2 separate regions of the Hordeum vulgare genome follow, and region 2 is linked to region 1. The links are chromatin contacts, called in public Hi-C maps. All regions are on one chromosome and are shown on one strand. Each heading gives the region's core, a stretch centred on a gene start, on an enhancer-like site or on the middle of the called end of the contact. The rest is flanking DNA. Distances are from core to core; before and after follow the strand shown. Region 1 has its middle 85 kb from the start of LOC123439995. Region 2 has its middle 25 kb from the start of LOC123439997.

Region 1 (6,058 bases), core at 3,007-5,506:
AAGTCATGGCTTGGCCTAATCCATCTAATATGGTAAGAGTTGGACTCAATCACATCACCGATTCCCGTAATCAGATATTTGTCCTCCAGTAAAATGAGCTTTTCCGGAGCGTCCGAACTCCAAATGGGCCAAATTTATCTCTAGAATTATCAGCATAAAATTCCCCACGACGTTCACATCTATTATTTTTCCATTTGACATCATCTTCGAGGCACAAACAAACGATCTCTATAATGTGTAGGGGGACAGATTTCAGGAAAGTCAGAGTCCCACTCCAACAAGGTTTCCTCTTCTATATTTGATAGTTCCTACACATAAAAGTGTAAAACAATAAAATTGTGCACTTTTGCAACTATTAGTAGGTTAGTCCAAATAAATCATAAACATAATATAAAAACAATTTTCAAAAGCATAAAAGTAGCATGAAACCGTCAAAAATTATAGATACGTTTTGGACGTACCAACATCCCCAAGCTTAGTTCCTACTCGTCCTCGAGTAGGTGAAACGATAAAAACAAAATAATTTTTGAGGTGACATGCTACCAACATAATCTTGATCATCATATTTGTAAAAGCATTTGTAAGCTGAGATCATAGCACTCTAAAGATAGGCATGATAGATATAATTCTAACAATGAAACTTAGCAACCATGTTGCAACATGAAAAGTAACACAAACAAAAGATCATGAATAATAATGCACTTGAAAGTTATAAGTTTGTTTAGAGCATAAAAAACATGGCAAAGTGGTATTTTGCTTGTCCTTAAGAGTGGGGCAAAACATAAATGCCAGGACACCTTCGAAGTTGAAGTGATGACTAGATACAAATAATTTGAGAACAAGTAATAACATAATCATGAATCAATCAATAATAAATTTTGGGACTATGCACATTATACTCAGAATGAAAACTATGCTCTCTTAATTGGTGCATAAAGTTACAAGATGAAGACTCAACATAAAAGTAAAAGAAAGGCCCTTCGTAGAGGAAATCAGGGATTACTCATGTGCTAGAGCTTTTAGTGATTTTTGAAATCAATAAAATTGTAAAACAAGTTTTTGTGAGGTGCATAATTCATCAACGAATGCTAGCAGATAGCCCAATACTTCTCATGTTAGACAAGTTTTGAGGAACGGCTCCCAAAGTGGGGACGATCACATCCCCTTAGTCTCCTTTGTTTATCACTATTCTGATTTCTCATGAACAAAGCATGAAGGAGGTGTTGTTTGTTGCTATTATCTTTTATGAGTTGGGCGCACTCATGCCAGTCACTCCTCGTATTAGGGGTTCGTAGATTAGGCATGCAAACCCAAGATAAAGCTTGTCAAGTATGAGAAGATCATGAATTATCTATTATTTCCTCATGAGCTAAAACAAAGGCACAAAAGAGGAATAATTTTGAAAGTTTTAAAGGTAGCACATGAGAAATTTACTTGGAGTGGCGGTTAAATACCACATGTAGGTAGGTATGGTGGACACATTTGGTAAACTTTCTTTTTTGGGGAGTTGGATGCACGAGTAGATCTCATGCTCAGTATAGGTGGAGGCTAGCAAGAGACTGGGAGCGACCAACTAAGAGAGCAATAACGGCCATAATCATGCATAGCAACAAAAGATTATTAATCAAAGTATAAATAATGTGGCACCCCGCCTGATTAGCACTGTAGCCAGACGGTTGCCATGCATACCAGCCCAGGAAATCACTCTGGTATGCGCGTTTACAACGAGTATCATGAACACCGGTATTTTTATTAATAGATGTAAGGATCTTACATGGGATATTACAAGGGTGAAGGTAGCGAAAAAGCTCTATCTAAGGCAGCATGGTCATGGTGTGCCTCCAATCCACAGGGATCTCACTAGGTTACTCCTCTAGCCCGCTAACAGTCCAGCTCCTTGACGACGAACGATGGATCCTTATGTGAACCTGGCCACGTTAAAAGCCGATGAATACTTTTGAAAATACTCGTAAGCAAACCAAACTAATATATACACTAAGCAAAGCGATCTATGACATTCAAGTATGCACTTGTTATTAGAGCAATATTAATTATCATGACCTAGCAATCCTATCTAGCAATATTAATTATCATGTTATAACTGGATTATCCATCAAGATAACTACTAAAGTAGATATGATAAGGTAAAGCATATGAAGTAAATAAATTATACTCGAAATGTTCCCATAATCCAATATGAATCTGATCCAAATCCAATCCGAATCATGTGGTCATCCGACCACTCATCTCATAGCCATCCCATGGCTAACATATAATATCCCTCACATCATCTGATGTCTGCACAAGACGAGTTCTTTCATCATTATTATCACTGATACGGTTGACCACCTAGTGAGGTCTGGACGGGCTGTCCAATGTCGTGGACGCAGCTATTCGAATAGATTTTTCACTCTGCAGAGGTTGCACACTTTACCCACACCATGAAGCACTTGGCCTCGTGATCTCATTCAGGTGGACCAGCGTTGCTTCAACAAAACCTGCCTGACCGGTGACTCTCCCATCGTACCACCAGCATTCATCCTCCCCCGGAGTCCTGCCCCTGGGTGGCCCTGTGTCCTCTTGACACCTGCCACCGTCGTGGCCAAACTAAACTGTCCCAAACGGGGACACCGACACAAAACAATCAACTGGCTCACAAGGTTATCGCCGCCCACCGGGTACCTTCCCTGTCTGGTGGTACCGATAGAAGAGCACGCAATCACACCAATTCATGGTTGTCCCATACCGGCAAATGTGGTTGCACGAATAAGCCCGGACAGGTGACTCTAGATCAACTGACTAGATTTAGCCTTAACCAATATTTAACAAGCATGGTTATTCATCAAATAACTTGAGATGGCAGTAGCTAAGCATGATAAAACATAACCACTTATCTCCATATAATATCACGACAAGTCATTAGTGCAATGCTAAGATGAGTAGTAGCAGGTAATGTAAATGACAATATCGAAATGGGAGGAGTTTAATTATTTATAGCACAAGCATATCATTAATTAAACACAAGAATAACACAGAGCAATGCTTTAGGGAATATACCAGATGGTCGGTTTGCCTGGGGTCGAAGAATACTCCGGGAAGAAGTGCGGAGGGTCCGCGGAAGATCGCCGGAAACCGTTCTCTCTCGGAAGGGGCTGATAGAAGGGCAAGGGCAACGTTGTCATTTTCAGAATGTGAACACATAATGAAAATGATGCCATCATGAAGGGCTCGACGAGACGTGGGCGTTGGTTCCACCTGATCGGAGATACGAGCGAAAAGTTATAGCCGTTTGAAGTCCAGGGACCAATCTTTAAATAAGATATTCACAACCAATCTTTAAATAAGATATTCACAAACAGGACCCTCGGGGCTGACCCGAAAGCGCACTCAGCCGAAATACGTTTTCCGAAAAGAAAAACGTAAACTTAGCCGCGGTAACAGGAAATACGCTTTCTCAAGCGCATTTACCGCAGTGCGCTTCCACTTAAACAGCATTTACCGCAGTGCGCTTCTACTTAAACAACACGGCCCCGAGCCCGGTCGTCAGCCACTGTACCCCCTCGCCGGGTCGCTTACACGCGGTCCTCACCCCACCTTCTATCTCCTCCTCCATGTCTCCTTCCTCCTCACGACATAGAGTGAGGGAGGGTCTTGGCCGTCGGTGCAGGCGGCGTCCGGCGACCCGAGAGGGCCGACCAGCGAGTCGAGGAGGTCGCGCACTCCTCGCCGCACCTGGGGTGGCTGCGGGGCCGGCTGGGACCGCCCACAGCGATGGCTCCACGGGAGGCCGCGACAGCCGGATGCTGCACAGATGAGGGCCCCAGCGGCGAGGTTCCTCCACCGGAGAGGAGCTCGGCGGCGATGGCGCAGGATCCAGAGGGGGTCTAGGGCGCCAAAAGAGAGAAGGAGGGCCAGGAGCAGTGGCTGCCCGAGGGGATCGGCGGCGTCTTACGGTCGTTGGGGAGAAGAGGATCTCCTGGAGCTCGGGGAGGGGTGAGGAGGCGAGAGGATAGGTTGGTGGTTGCGAGGGAGGGCTCAGGCTGAGCTTAAATAGCCGCGGGGAGGGCCTCTAGACATTGGCCGGAGCTTCGGGACGCCGATGATGTGGCCGCGCTCGGGCGGAGCACCTCCCGTCGGCACACCCGGCCAGGGAGCTAGGGGACGAGGCGGAGCAGAGGAGCAGGTGACATGGGCGAGCAAGGGAAGTTAGGCGGTGAGGTGAGGACAACCAGAGGGGACCAGACGGCGACTGTTGCCACAGTTCGCGCTGGCTGCCGACTAAAGTCGTGGTCACCACCGGCACCACGTATCCAAGACACTGGATGGGTCTAGGACCTAGTCAAACATGCTGCTCACTGGTCACAGAGGTGGCTCGTGGGAGTTTGGATGGAAGTGAAGGCAACGAATGACAGATTTGAGCTGACATCCAATCTGAACAGAAGGTGTTTGTGGCAGTTTGTGGCAAATTGGCTAGGAGACATAAGCTGAGTTTTGGCATGAGGTTATAAGATGATAAGGTGAGTCTAAATATGGAGTTTTATTGCAATCCAAGTGCAAATAGCATTGCCTTTGAAATGCACCAACCGGTCCAGAAATAGAGATCAATTTGCTGCGACAAATTGGCTACATGGATTTGTCTCAAATTTGGTGGAGAGTGATTATTTATACATAGGAAGATGCTGGAAAAGTTTCAGATCATTTGAAAGTGTCAAAGTGGTATTTCCTTCACACAGGTTCCAAATGGACAGAAACTTGGGGAAACTGTTGTGGATGCAAGGATAGAAGGATTGAGCTGCTTTTTGGTTTCCATGAGTTATTTATCAATGTTAGTCACCATGAAAAATTGCAGCTCAAATAGATCAAGTGTTCAAGCACTTCCTTTGCACATTGCCCAACTGGATAGAATTTGCAAATTGATGTTGTGCTCAAACTTTGAACTATGGAACTTGGGTTCTTGGTGGAAATGGGGAAGATATGTATATGAGAAGCTCCACAATTTATTTGGGAATTTTCCTAGCTACCAAAATGGTAGTTCCTTTAAAAACTACCCAAAATGCAATATTGGCTTTAAATAGGAAAAGGCAATTTTCCCCATTTAATAATGGCCAATATTTTTGTGGGAGCTCAATATGATCACAAAGAATATCTCTACAAGTTCTCATGAACTTTGGATATGGATATATATTTTCCTAGATTTCATTCCTTTAACTCACAGAAAAAGAAATTAATTATAAATGAAAAATATTGCGAATGACTTGGCAATATTTTTGCATATCCATGGTTTAAAGATGAAGGATGATCACTAGGAAAAGTTTGGGAGTTAGCAAATCAAAGGAAATTGGGGTTCCTTTGTAACTGGAATAATTAGGGTTTCCCTTCACGCAACTCGGAAGGTAGGGTTTCGGCAGCAAAACCCTAAGAAAATATCTTGGGTGGCAAGGTTGGACTGGAGAGAATCTCTGGTTGGTCAGGAAAGGCAAGGCTAGATGACCATCTTCACATAACCAAGAGCTAGAGAAATCCGATAACACCAAGAAAAAAAATGGGAGTCAAATCCCGCAAAGGAAAAAAACAGGAGCGAAAAGAAAAAAAAATGGGAGTCAAATCCCGCAAAGGAAAAAAAACAGGAGCGAAAACCAGGGTGTTACAAACAATATTACAAGTCAAAAACTAAATAATCATAGAGGCTAGAGGTGACTGGTTTGTAGTCATAACATGGTGTGAGCATGCGCCAAGTCAACCCAAATGAAGCAGTAAAGGAGAATACCACAATATTATGCTTCGATATGATAAAAACAACACATGATTCTTTCAATGGCACATTAAGCACTCTCAGCTATTTGAGACAAGTCATGCTACATCAATAAATACTAAGCATATAATTAAGATAATATCTAACATGACATGTTAAAGTCTAAGCCACAGTCTAAACAAGCTTCCTATTGCGCCACTATAAGCATGAAATATTTTACTCTTCTCCAACACCAATCAACTTTCTTGAAACAACTCTCACAGATAGTATTAACTAAAGATCAGAGAGATAATCATATATAACTGA
Region 2 (5,770 bases), core at 2,178-4,677, 190 kb before region 1:
GTCCGAGACAAGCACCTATGCAATGGCATGAAATGTTTAATACAATTCTCACATATGTTGGCTTCATTGTTAATGAAGCTGACAAATGTGTATACTATCGTCATGGTGGGGGCGAAGGAGTAATATTGTGCTTGTATGTTGACGACATACTGATATTTGGAACCAACCTCAAAGTGATTGAGGAGGTTAAGTCTTCTCTGTCTCAAAACTTTGAGATGAAGGATCTTGGGGTGGCTGATGTTATCTTGAACATCAAGCTTTTGAGAGATGATGAGGGTGGGATTACACTTCTACAATCTCACTATGTTGAAAAGATTTTGAGTCGCTTTGGATATTCAGACTGCAAAATTACTCAAACACCATATGATCCTAGTGTGCTGATTCGAAAGTTCAAAGGCACAGCTATAGATCAATTGAGATTCTCTCAAATTATTGGTTCGCTTATGTATCTAGCTAGCGCAACGAGGCCTGACATCGCGTTTGCTGTGAGCAAACTTAGTCGGTTTGTTGCAAACCCGGGCGATGTTCATTGGCGTGCTGTTGAAAGAATTATGTGCTACCTGAAAGGTACTGTCAACCACGGACTTCACTATATGGGCTACCCATCGGTACTTGAAGGGTATAGTGATACAAATTGGATCTCTGATGCTGATGAGATGAAGGCCACTACTTGGCACATATTTACTCTTGGAGGTGGTGTTGTTTCCTGGAAGTCTTGCAAGCAAACGATCTTAACGAGATCGACAATGGAAGCAGAATTAATAGCATTAGACACATCTGGTGTCGAAGCAGAATTTCTTCGAGATCTTTTGATGGACTTACTTGTGGTTGAGAAGCCGGTTCCGGCTATCCTTATGAACTGCGATAATTAGACAGATATTGTCAAAGTGAAGAGTTCAAAGGATAATATGAAGTCCAACAAACATATAAGAATGAGATTGAAGTCTGTCAGACGTTTGACAAACTCCGGAGTGATAGCGTTGGATTACATCCAAACGGCTAAGGATTTGGCAGATCCCTTTACTAAAGGGCTATCACGTGTTGTGATAGATAGTGCATCGAGGGAGATGAGTATGAGACCCACATGAGTTTCCATGACAGTAACCCAACCTATATGATCGGAGATCCCGTGAAGTAGGACCTGGGAAAATAAGCCAGTGGTGAATTGACGAGAGTAACTTTACTAACCCACTCCGTTGGAGATGCAATGCTCTCGGATGTTGTATGGTAGGATGACTATTGTATTAATGTGTTTTAAAACTTATGTGTAAGCAAGATGCTGTCCTACAGAGCTATCTTTGGAGGAACACACATATATGAGCCTGACTGCTGGTCACGGTCTATGAGATTGGGGTGATCTCTAGTAAACTCATGAATAGGCCAGGAGTGTGACTAATATGCTCCATCCGAGGGGTCAGCCTTCGGTAGCCTGGTACTAGTAAGACTTGTGGTGAAGCTTATTTACGCCAAACTGACAATTCAAGGCAATAGTTCATTGCTCAGTTGTAAGGGGGTGTAGCTGCTTGTTTTAGGTGAAGCTCAACCTTAACACGTGTTCACTCAAATGCTGGTACATTATTACAGTGATTGGAACGAGGGAACACGATGTGCCCTTGAGATCTAATGGGGGGTTGTTGAAATTAGTAGTGGGCTTTAGGCCCATAAGAGAATTTCAGAAAATTTCAAGGGCCCATGTAGGTGGTGGCATGACAAGGTGGTGGTGGAAAGTTTAGTCCCACCCCGCTAGTGGAGAAGAAGTTGGACCCCTTTATAAGAGTCTCTCTTCTACATGCTATTGGAGAGTGAGAAGAGAAGAGGCCCTTGCACACTCCTCCTCCGCCCGCCTCGCCATGCCGCGCCGCGCCGCGGGTTGCGGGAATGAGCTGAGCCGAGCTCATACCTACGCGCTTGTCACGAGATCAGATCGCCTCTGCCTCACGCGCTCGTTCCTTTGCTGCCGTTGCCTTCGAAACCCCGCCTCTCCGGTTCCTGTACGGGAGAGGGGCGATTAGGTTTTTGGGGAGCGATCACGCGACTTCTCGCCTTCGCCCGTCTGCTTCGTCCGCGTCTTCCTCGTCATCGCCATGGCTGAACCAAGCGAAGCCGACCGTCTCCTCCTCGAGAAGGTCGAAGCTAAGAAGAAGAGAGCAGAGGATTCTGCCGCCGCCAATGCTCCTGATACGACCAAGTGGTCAATCGGAGGGTATAACCTGTTTATCCCATTCCTGTTTATTTTTACCCTAGTAATACTAGCTATGTGCGCACATGTTACTGTTATATGCGTAGTATTTGCTAGTATGCTCCGTGATGAGTATGTCATGAATTTAGTCAATACCATGTTAGTAATTATTTCATGGACTAATCTATTTGAAAAATTGCATATTTACTAAACACGTTTGTCCCATTTGCATCGCGCGACGTTGAAATTGGCCTAATAAGAGGGTGCTTGGATACGCTTTAGTCTCATGACTAAAAGTAATGAGACTAAAACTTGCTAGCCTCATCCATGCTTGGATCCAAGTACTAAAGAGACTAAAATCAAGTTAATGAGCATTTATTATCCTTCAAACCCTCCAATCCAGAACTTGCATGAGGAGTTAAATGAGAAGAGAGAGGACTAATGCACATTTTAATACGGGTACCCCTGACTAAAAGATTTTAGCCTCAAGACTAATTTTAGTCTCTCTTCACTAAGGGGTGTCTGGAACTTTAGCCTCTTAAAGAGACTAGTTTTAGTTAGACTAGTTTTAGTCTCTTAAATCCAAGCACCCTCTAATTTGCTGAAAACTGGAAAAGCGGGCAGGGGACAGTGCCAGATATGTATGTCACAGACGTGCAGGCAGCACCGGAAACCGAGAGTGTACATTAGAGCATCTTCAACAGTCCGTATGTTCAATCGTTGATATAAGTGTCCACATCAACAATCAACAACACATCATACAAGCTCTTCAATGGAGTGTATGTTAATCGTATGTAAAATAACTAAGCGGGTCCACTAAACATGAAAGAAATAACCATGCTTGCCTTGGAGCTTGTGCGTGAACCGTTGCTTCAAGTTCATACGATTTCATTCTCTTTCTTTTTTTATTATGCGCCATGTCATCAAAATCATCTATGTGGCAATATTACCAACGATGATCATACAATCATTGAAGATGCCCTTAGAGTAGTACTCCCCACCCGCAAGCTGGTAGCCGCAGCATCACCATGTAAACATTGCAGGCACGAACTGCCACCGGAAAGTGGAGAGGAATCCAGCCGAGTGAGCGAGGGAAGCCGACGAATCACGAGTCGTCCTCACTGGCTCCAGCCAGGGCACGTTGCGGGATTCCGTTGCCGCGCCTCACGGGACGGAACAGCGCCTCACCCAAATCATTGGCGTGGTCCGCCTCTCGGCCCCGGCAGCAGCAAGTGTCCTCGTCTCGTCTGGTCCAAACAGCTCCAGGAGGCGCCGCTTTTGGGTTGGCTCCTGCTACAGCATGTGACAGCGTGGGTTGGCTAGGCTGTTGCTGCCATGATGTAGCCACGCAACCACGGCTCACAAAAGTGGTACAGTGCTCACAGTTACCCGTAATAAAAGTATTAGAGCAATTTCAATCGGACGTTTCAAATGAACGCATAATTTTTCTGTTTGAATAGATAGGCGGACGGACACGTCCGTTTTCTATTTAAACTAATAAAAAAGCCCGTGTGTTGCAACGGAAAAAAAATAACACGCATTCTTAATCCAATAAGCACGACTTAAGATCTTAACAGGCCCACATCTTTTAGTTTCAAATGGCATCACATTTATGTTACTGATAGTGACCTGAGTGCTCATACAACGAAAACACATTTGAATGTGGTCAGTCCTAAGGTCTCTCTCTGTCTCTCTCTGTGTGTCAGAAAAATTTAGTACGTTCAGTATGCTCAGTTACAGACGAAGTATACACCAACTCAATGCATATTTAATGAACAAATCAAGAAATAAAAACCTGAAAGAATATTGAGTACATGTATTCCAAATAATTCAAATTTATGTCTTGTGAACTTATATTATTGTATATGTAAAGGTTACATGACGCGAGCGCGTTGATTGTCCATTTAGAGTTTCTTCTCCTTTCTCTTCGTCGATCTAGGATGGGTTCCAGGCCGGCAGTCTGAGATAGCAAGGGTGAACGTCGTTTTTTTCTCGTTTGTTTTCATCCGTAATCGGACCCTGCTCTTCTTCGTGATATTTATGTATCGTACTGATGTAACTCTGATGTAGCTTGTGCCGAGTGTAAGCCAATTCCATATACTCTTTTCTTCAGTACATGTACTTGTAACGATATTTATTCTTGCGAAACGATGAGATGCGCTTCTATCCTTGTCGAGGCCCTCGCGCTAAAATAAGGATAGAATCGCATCTTCGACGTTACAAGTTGGTATCATATGATCTTACTTGATGTTTCAAGTTGCATGGTCTCTCTTCTTCTCAGTGATGCCCACAATTATTTGCATTATGATGAAAATAGTAAAGTATGTTTTATTAATTAATGATGGCATATGCGTAAGAGTATTATTTTTGTCTTGCTGATATATTTGGCTTGTAATTGTAATCCAAGTGAAGTCCTAATTTGGTTGCAAAAATATTAGACAACTTCATAAAAAATAATCAATTTGTACGTATATGGAAGCCAAATGTTCAAGGTTGCGTATGAATATCGATATTAAAAAACCCAGCAAAACAGTTTAAAACAATATGAAAATTCAAAGCTAAGTCATTGGTTTACGTAAAGCTTGTATAAGCAACATTGTACATTTTTTATACATTAGAAACATTTTTTTTACGGGTGACATCACAAACATTATATATATACACGTTTAATACATGTTTGATGATTAACATTTTTGAAAAAAATATCTTTTTTATGTCTACTTTGTTCCATACACATTGTATATTTTTGTATATGTTTTTATTATGCATTGGAAACTTTTTTCTACATTTAAAGTTTTTTAAATACATGATCATTTTTTTTGAAAATAAAAGGAAATTATATTATTATTATCTATACGCGCTGTACATTTTTGTGTATATGGGAACTATTTTGTCTATAAATTTGACACTTCTTTAGTCGATGATTTACATTTTTGCAAGGTTTATCGAAATAAAGCCAAAAGAGAAATAAAAGTAAAACACAGAGAAAGAAGAAAAAAATGTTGTTGGCCGCCCCAGTCGGACGCCAGTACTAAATGAGAAAAGGTGGCAGAAATTGCGAGATGATGGGATCGAACTGCACTCTCCAGAATGGAACTATGAGCACCGGACCAGTCTAGCTGATGATGTTCTTGTGATGAAAGGGGACCGCTCTCTTTTAAATTAAAAGGAAGAACTGAATTAGAGTTAAAAGAACGAATCGGTATGTAACTTATGGGTGGCATTGGTGGGTAATTTCAGTCAACTTCAGGGGCAATTTTAAGGGTTGTTTGGATTATAACTATCTTTGCCATATATTGCCACATCATTTTTGCCACACTTACCTTACTTGAGTTACTCAAATTGTTAGCCACATTCTTGCCTAAGGGAATCTTGCCATACTTCATGTATGTATTACGGGGCGGTTTGGATTGTGACTACATTTGCCATATATTGCCACATTATTTTTGCCACATTTGCCTTACTTGAGTTGCTCAAATTGTTATCCACACTTTGGCTTGCCTAAGGGAATCTTGCCACACTTTTTGTGTCTATAACATGTGGGGTTCACTGCTCATAAAAAAATCTTACCATAGGTGTGGCAAGAACCAA

What was found. Hi-C and Micro-C count contacts between places; a contact is called where the count stands out from the background.
Region 2: a contact with region 1 is called in a Hi-C map of seedling, with 5 times the contacts expected there. The contact joins two enhancer-like sites. A contact is called at or near these places in 1 of 6 Hi-C or Micro-C datasets (seedling) and 1 of 1 datasets of contacts at active chromatin or transcription factors (embryo).

Annotation. Positions count from the first base shown.
Region 1 is chr3H:385,812,104-385,818,161 of MorexV3_pseudomolecules_assembly, reverse strand. It overlaps the pseudogene LOC123443929. Among protein-coding and RNA genes, the nearest start is that of LOC123439995, 85 kb to the right of the region's middle. Within about 2 kb of position 4,256, at least 3 of the 3 cell types and tissues checked have open chromatin away from gene starts, as enhancers often do. A contact at or near this core is called in seedling, where this site is marked.
Region 2 is chr3H:385,997,663-386,003,432 of MorexV3_pseudomolecules_assembly, reverse strand. No RefSeq gene overlaps it. Among protein-coding and RNA genes, the nearest start is that of LOC123439997, 25 kb to the right of the region's middle. Within about 2 kb of position 3,427, at least 3 of the 3 cell types and tissues checked have open chromatin away from gene starts, as enhancers often do. A contact at or near this core is called in seedling, where this site is marked.